Regions from separate parts of the Zea mays genome. Here region 1 is linked to region 2. The links are chromatin contacts, called in public Hi-C maps. All regions are on one chromosome and are shown on one strand. The core of a region is the stretch at or near the end of the contact, and the rest is flanking DNA. Distances in the headings are between cores, read along the strand shown. Region 1 holds the start of LOC100281039 (rho guanine nucleotide exchange factor). Region 2 holds the start of LOC100304161 (transcription factor TFIIIB component B'' homolog).

Region 1 (3,142 bases), core at 271-2,770, 270 kb after region 2:
CCAACCTAGTAATTGTTACTTTCTTCCCTTCCCAATCTGAACCGTAGGACCGTAGCTCATAGTCCAGCCGCTACACCGACTAACTCCATCACTCTGCTACATTAGTACTCGAACCTCTAGACAGTGACCAAGCCCTCAAGCTCCAACCTCCAAACTTCTTGCAGATTCTCTTAGGTGCTAGGGTTGAAGGGACTGCATAAAATTATTGCCTACTTGGGAGTTGACCTAGTGGCTATCGCCTAGGAATCTAGGGGCCTTGCCTTAGTTGCCACATGCCTCAAAGTAGAAGGTCCATGCCCTAATGGCCTATCCATATCGTCATCGGCCACTCAAGGAGCTAGAAGCTGCAGTCCACCGTTGGCTACCTTAGAAGGTAGGGCATGTCCATAACGCTAGTGAAACAGAGAGGAAAGGGCCATACCTTGGTTGTCGTGTGCCTAGTAGAAGGATCCATGACCTTGCCATTGTTGCGAGTACGGGGATCCGCGAGGGGATTGGATGTGGGAGAAATGTCCCCCAATGTCATTTGTGGAGATGGGGACTAAGATGGCGGGGCATTTCTCAATGGGGAATTCCCATTGCTATCTCTACTCATGAAAACACGCCCTGGTTGCCAACTAGTTTTCATCATGTCTATAAAGATAGGACCCTTTTCCCAACAAATAGTTGAAGGCTATTGATGGCAAATTCGATACGAGACTAAGGAAATGGATGAAAAGTGAATACTTGTCTGCTGCGAAAAAACTAGTATTGATTAATTATCGGGTACATATGTTTATGCTATCTCTTTTGAAATACTTATTTTAGTATTTTAAGATACAATGTTTTGTTCCATAAGAGGAAATTGTTCTAGTTTTGTATTTCAATTTCAATTCAGCCTAGCTAAACAACAATTTAGACTAAGCTTTGCATCAACTTCTTTTCTAGCAAAAACATTTGAACACGATCAATAGATTAAGCTAGCATACAAGTATACACTAAGATGCCTGATTCCAAAAAAGAACATACTGATGTTGATTTAATCCTCGTGAATTTTTAGTCCATGAACACTGATCAGTCTTTTTTATCAGGCCCTTTTTTCATTCTTTTTTTAGAATCCAGGCCCTTTTTACATAATGGATTCAATTGGGCCCGGGTTTCGGTTTGACATTATCCCGTTAGACCAACTCCAGCAACACTCCCCATCCCACTCCGCATCCGCATTTTGCACGGTCTGAGGCACTATTGCGCTCTCCAGCAGGCTCCGCATCCGTCTCCGCAAAATAGACGCCGTGTCCGTGCACTCCCCATTTCCACGCTTTCTCTCTCCTCTCCGCAGCTCTCTGCGTGCGCGCGCGGCTGCTCGCGGGCCTCAGGTGTCATAGACTGCATGCGGAGTGGGATGGGGAGTGTTGCTGGAAACGGAGACGGATACGGAGAGGAGAGAGAATGTGTTGACCGCGCGTTTTAGGGATACGGAGAGGGAGTCTGCTGGAGTTGGTCTTAGAAAGTAGGTCGGCGTCGGCCTGCTTCCAGTTTACCGCAGCGGGGCGACTGACGCGCCTCCGACGACACGCCAGGTCCGGCATCCATGGGCGCCGCGGCGGCCGACCTCGAGGCGCGTCAGCTCCGCATCCTCGGCCGTATTTCTGACCTCGAGCTCGCCGCGCAGCAGCACCGCCTCGGGGCGCTCTCCATCTCCACCGCGCCCTCAGAGAAAGGCGAGGCCGACGCGGGGGCTACCGAGGTTCATCTCGCAGCCCTCCTGGCCGCGCGCGGCGTGCGGGACTTCGCCTTCCGTCGCGTTCCCGCCGACTACTACGACCGCTCCCTCGAGGAGCGGCGCGACCTGCTCCGAGCCGACTCAGTCGCCCAGCTCTGCAAGAGTATCGTCATGGTTTGGCTCGCCCCCTTTCCATTTCCTCGCGGCTGTTTCGTCGAGCACTAAGCATGCCGTCTGCCTAACTGTTAGGTTGACTACAATTACGTTAATTTAGCATTTTATAGTGATTTTTTGTGCGCATAGGATAGTTTGAATAGGATAATTTACTGATGATTGTTGCTATTGAATATTGAACAATTAATCATGTACTCTCTGAAGACTGCAAATAGTTATGTTGAATTTGTTTGTATAAATAGTATCATGGGCGCAATTGCTATGGTTTGTTGGTGGCTAAGTAAAGATCATGCGTTATGCGTTATGGAGTAGTACTGTGCTATCCTGTTGAAGATTCAAAATAAGTGCATAACTGCTGTTTCTCATTATTTCATTGCATGTAGGCTGATGGACAGCAGAGTTTGCTGTTTTATATGCTACTATGTTATGAGCTACGGCAAGTTGCAACGAAATTTGTTATGGCATTTCTATCTTATATCAGAGATAATCAGTGCCAAGTTTATCAGAAGCAGTTGTTTTTTCTCCGAAATAATTAACACTGTCTATAATGCGCTTAATCCTATATAGGATATTACCTAAATCAATTTCCCTTTATTTTTGGTGCAAGTAGCTGTGTTTGCTAATTTGTTGATCACATTTGATTGCTATATGGCATAGATAAGAGATAAAGACCACTATATGCGAGCACCTCAAAGTTTGAGTTGAAAATTTCCTGCTTTGAACATTAAGGAGAGAGGTTGACATGCTTGTGTGCTTCATCAGTTTCTTTTAGAATTTTTCACCCATTTAAAATATCTGTGCAACAGGAACTTTTTAAATCGCATTGGACTTATTTAAATTCTACAGTTCATTGAGAATCAGAGTTGTAATCTGAGCAATGGTGGAGCATCACTGCTTATCAGCTTAATTGGATTGTCTGAACACTAAACAAGTACTATTTTATCCTGGGAAGGACATGCATTGAAGCATAGAGCTACAGTTTTTTGATCCTACCTCAATTTTTTTTTCACGAACAATACACTAGAACCGCCTGTCATTTCACTAAGAAGATCCTGCCTCCAAATCTGATAATAATCTTTCTTTAACATTAGTTATGATGAATTATGTCCATCTTTTATTAGGTGAACACCCAAGCTGCTGCAGATGTTGTTGATTGCAGTAATCCAAAGAATTCAAAATACTATGTCGTTGTTGTTCAGGTAAGCTTTAATATATCAATCTACCATTTTAAATTTATATATCTCGTGTTTATATTGATGTAATGTA
Region 2 (3,325 bases), core at 80-2,579:
CTCTTTTTCTTTTTTTTTCTTTTCTTTTTTTTTTTTTTTTTGCTTCCGGGAGCAGCAACCGTCGCCGTGGCCCCGCCTTGGATATTCCATCAGTTTTCGGGTTCTTGGATAGGAGAAAGCGGGGCGCTCAATTCCCCCCCTCCTGATCCTTGTTCCTTGATCGCCGCCATGAGCAACACGCTGCTTCGAGTCTACCCTTCCGACCTGAAGATGCCATGTAAGTGCTTATATTATATGGATATCCTAGCTACCGTTCTTCAGCATATCGGACTGATCGGGTCCTCGCTGCCGTCTGTGTGTTTGATGCCGTGAGCAGTCGAGCTCAGGAAGCAGAACTCAGCGTGTCTTGAGCTCGTCAACAAGACCGACCGGTGGGTGGCTTTCAAGGTGGCAAATTTGAACGAATCTCGTTCTAGTGAAAGGTGCAACCTTGCGCATCGGAGTCAGGCTAAAGTGACTGGTTTTTGTCTCCCCGTGTATCTCTCCGAATCTGCAGGTCAAGACGACGAACCCTAGGAAGTACTCGGTGCGCTCTGCCTCCGGTGTCGTGCCGCCCAGGGGATCCTGTGGCATCACAAGTGCGTCGTCTGCTTCGTGTTTCTTTGTCGTATGGTCTGATCAATCGTTCTCATTGCTATATATTCTGATGAGATTGGTGTAGTAACGATGCAAGCGCCCAAGGAGATGCCCCCGGACTACCACTGCAAGGACAAGTTTCTTGTTCAGAGCATTGCTGTGGAGGAGGGGACGACGCAGAAGGACATTGTCCCTGACATGGTAAATTCTGGTAGAACTCGGGTTTCTGGAGTCTAAATGGCACTGTGCATTGCTTACTTTTACAGTAGTATTGTGTAACGTTAACGTTTGTGGCTTGTAGTTCAGTAAAGCACCAGGTAAGTTAGTTGAGGAGTTCAAGCTGAGGGTGGTCTATGTCCCTGCCAATCCTCCCTCACCAGTGCCTGAGGAAACAGAGGAAGAGGATGGATCTCTTGATTCAGATGTGGACCATGAAGTATCCACGTCCAACTCTGTACGTACTAAATAATCTTACTGCATGTGAGCAAATGATGCCATGTTCGTTCCTAGTGTAATATGATTGGTGCCTTCAATTGTTTTTCAGGCAACAGGACAAGGGAATACATGTAGATCACAAACATCAGATGATGAGGTGTCCCTAGTTCCACCTAAATATCATTTGTCTTTGTGTTCCCTCAGATTCATAAATATGGATCTTGTGCTGATCACCTGCTGCATAGCATATTATCTTAAAAGGACGGATTTAACTTCGGTGTTCATGGAAATACTGTGCTCTAAAAATTCGCAGTAGTAGCCTAATTTCTTTCCTGCTCTGACGTCATCCTCCTCTGGGCGACACGGGCGGCTCCCCATCGACCGCACCCACCGCCGCCGGTCTTCACCCCCGCCGTCGCCGGAGCAGCTCGCCGGAAGTTCGACGAGCAGCGAGGAGGGCGGCGGCGGGACTGCTCTCTCACTCATTTCCCTCCCTTCTTCCACCCACTCCACTCCTCCCTCTTCCTGGAGGTGGCCGGCGACCTGATCCGCCGCTGGGAAGGCCGGATCGGCGGGCTGACTGGCCGGATCTAGGGGCTGGTCGCCGTCCGCCGCTCCTCCCTGCTGGCATGGGCAGGTGGCCTTGTGGCCGCAACCATGGTGGCTCGTGCGGCTAGCCCGTGGCGGTAGTGCCCGCGCTCGCGTGGCCATGGCCGTGGCTGGCCGGCGACGTTGGCGCCCACGCACGCGGCCGGCCCGCTGCGGCGGCGGCGTGGCTCGCTTGTGCTTGTAGCGTGGTGCTTGGATCGGGGGCGTTGGTGGATCTGCGGCTGCCAGCGGTGCCTTCTGCAGGTGGTGGGTCATGGTCGTGGGGCTGGGGGCCGGATCTTGAGCCTCTCCGGCTAGATTTATCTCTCCGCCTCTCGTTTCGGCCTGTGGTGTGGGCAGGGCCGGCTGGCTCCGTGCGTTGCGGCGTGTGGTGGGAGGTCCTGCGACGAAAGCCATGCTCGCTTGCAGGCGGACAGCGGTGACGCCCGCGGGCGCCACCCCTACCCTATCGAGGGTGCCGTCTTTGGACCTCTCGCCCCATGCGGGAACCCTCGCCTTGGCCTTCTTAGGTCTCTCGCTGGTGCTCGACCGGCGTTGGGGCTCTGAGGGTTGGGGCTGGTGGGTTGGTGCGTCGGTGGACGGCAGAAGGTGACAACACGCGATGGCTTGGCGGGGTGACATCGGCGTGGCTGACCTTTCAGCTTTCTTCTTGGTGCTGGCGATCTACACTGCTCTGCTAGGTCTTCAGAGGAAACTTTGCTTGGTTTGTACCAGGCGGGCGGCGACGACTTTTCGACGTCGTTTCTCCTTCTTGAAGGTGCGGCCCAGAAGACCTGCAGTTTGTGTGTTCGTTCGTGTTGTGGAGGCTCTTCGTCGCTCCGCTTGGCTCAATGGTGTCCGTGTTGTGGAGGCTCTTCGTCACTCCGCTTGGCTCGATGGTGTCCGGGCCTTTGTCGCTTTAGGCGTCTGCTCGCTCCCGGAGTTCGACGTTGTGGATCTTTGCTCGTGGTGAAGAATCGGAGCTGCCTCGTGTGGGTGTGTTGAGGCTTGGCAACGATGGCGCGCCGCGGTCTTATTCCTTGCGTCGGTGTCTGAATGTAAGCGTCGTCGAGTTGCTTTGGCAGTGTGCGGCTCGTCTTGGGAAGTCGGAGCTGCTCGTCTCTTGTGTTTGAGTTTGGCAACGATGACTCTAGATGTGTTTGTGTGTGGGGACTGTCATTGTCTAAGTTGTTTGTTAGGTCGTTCGCCGGTTTTTCTACTGTGCGTTCTGTGTAGGTTTTAGGCCCGATTTTCCAAAAAACTGGGTCAATTCCATTCTTCTTAATTGAGAGGCAGAGCTCCTACCATCACGTTAAAAAAAATCGCGGTAGTTCTTTCTTCTTTTTTGATGCTATTGATTACACTGAATAGTTTAGTTTTCATGAAATTTTATCATAATACCTGCACCCCTCCTCGCTCAACCAGAAAACACACACAAAAAAGAGGACAGAAAAAACCTATCATTAGAAGAAACATGCTCCTGGATAACTGTAATGTGAACACCTTTCTCTTTACAAGTTATTGTATCAGAATGACATTTGACAATTGACAGATTTGATTCCTTACATTATTTCTACCATGATTGTCGGCACCATTAGCCTAAGACGTTAGAATTTCAAATATTTGTCTATGTCTGCCCTGAATGTTATCCTTGACATGCCACTGATTGTTTTGTGACTCTTCAGGATGATTCTACATCCAAGTTGGAACTGGAAAGAAGATATGC

Evidence for each region. A called contact is a pair of places that touch in the nucleus more often than the background predicts.
Region 1: a contact with region 2 is called in a Hi-C map of ear, with 2.3 times the contacts expected there. The contact joins the promoter of LOC100281039 here to the promoter of LOC100304161 in region 2. A contact is called at or near these places in 2 of 25 Hi-C or Micro-C datasets (ear and tassel).

The regions. Positions count from the first base shown.
Region 1 is chr5:197,042,294-197,045,435 of Zm-B73-REFERENCE-NAM-5.0, forward strand. LOC100281039 (rho guanine nucleotide exchange factor) reads left to right here and starts at 1,521. Exons shown (of 5, transcript NM_001366160.1): 1 at 1,521-1,876; 2 at 2,998-3,075. The coding sequence starts at 1,571.
Region 2 is chr5:196,774,952-196,778,276 of Zm-B73-REFERENCE-NAM-5.0, forward strand. It overlaps LOC100304161 (transcription factor TFIIIB component B'' homolog), which reads left to right and starts at 1,330. Exons shown (of 11, transcript NM_001350089.1): 1 at 1,330-3,325. It overlaps LOC100191760 (vesicle-associated protein 1-3), which reads left to right. Exons shown (of 6, transcript NM_001385239.2): 1 at 1-217; 2 at 317-387; 3 at 497-578; 4 at 662-777; 5 at 3,285-3,325. The coding sequence starts at 169.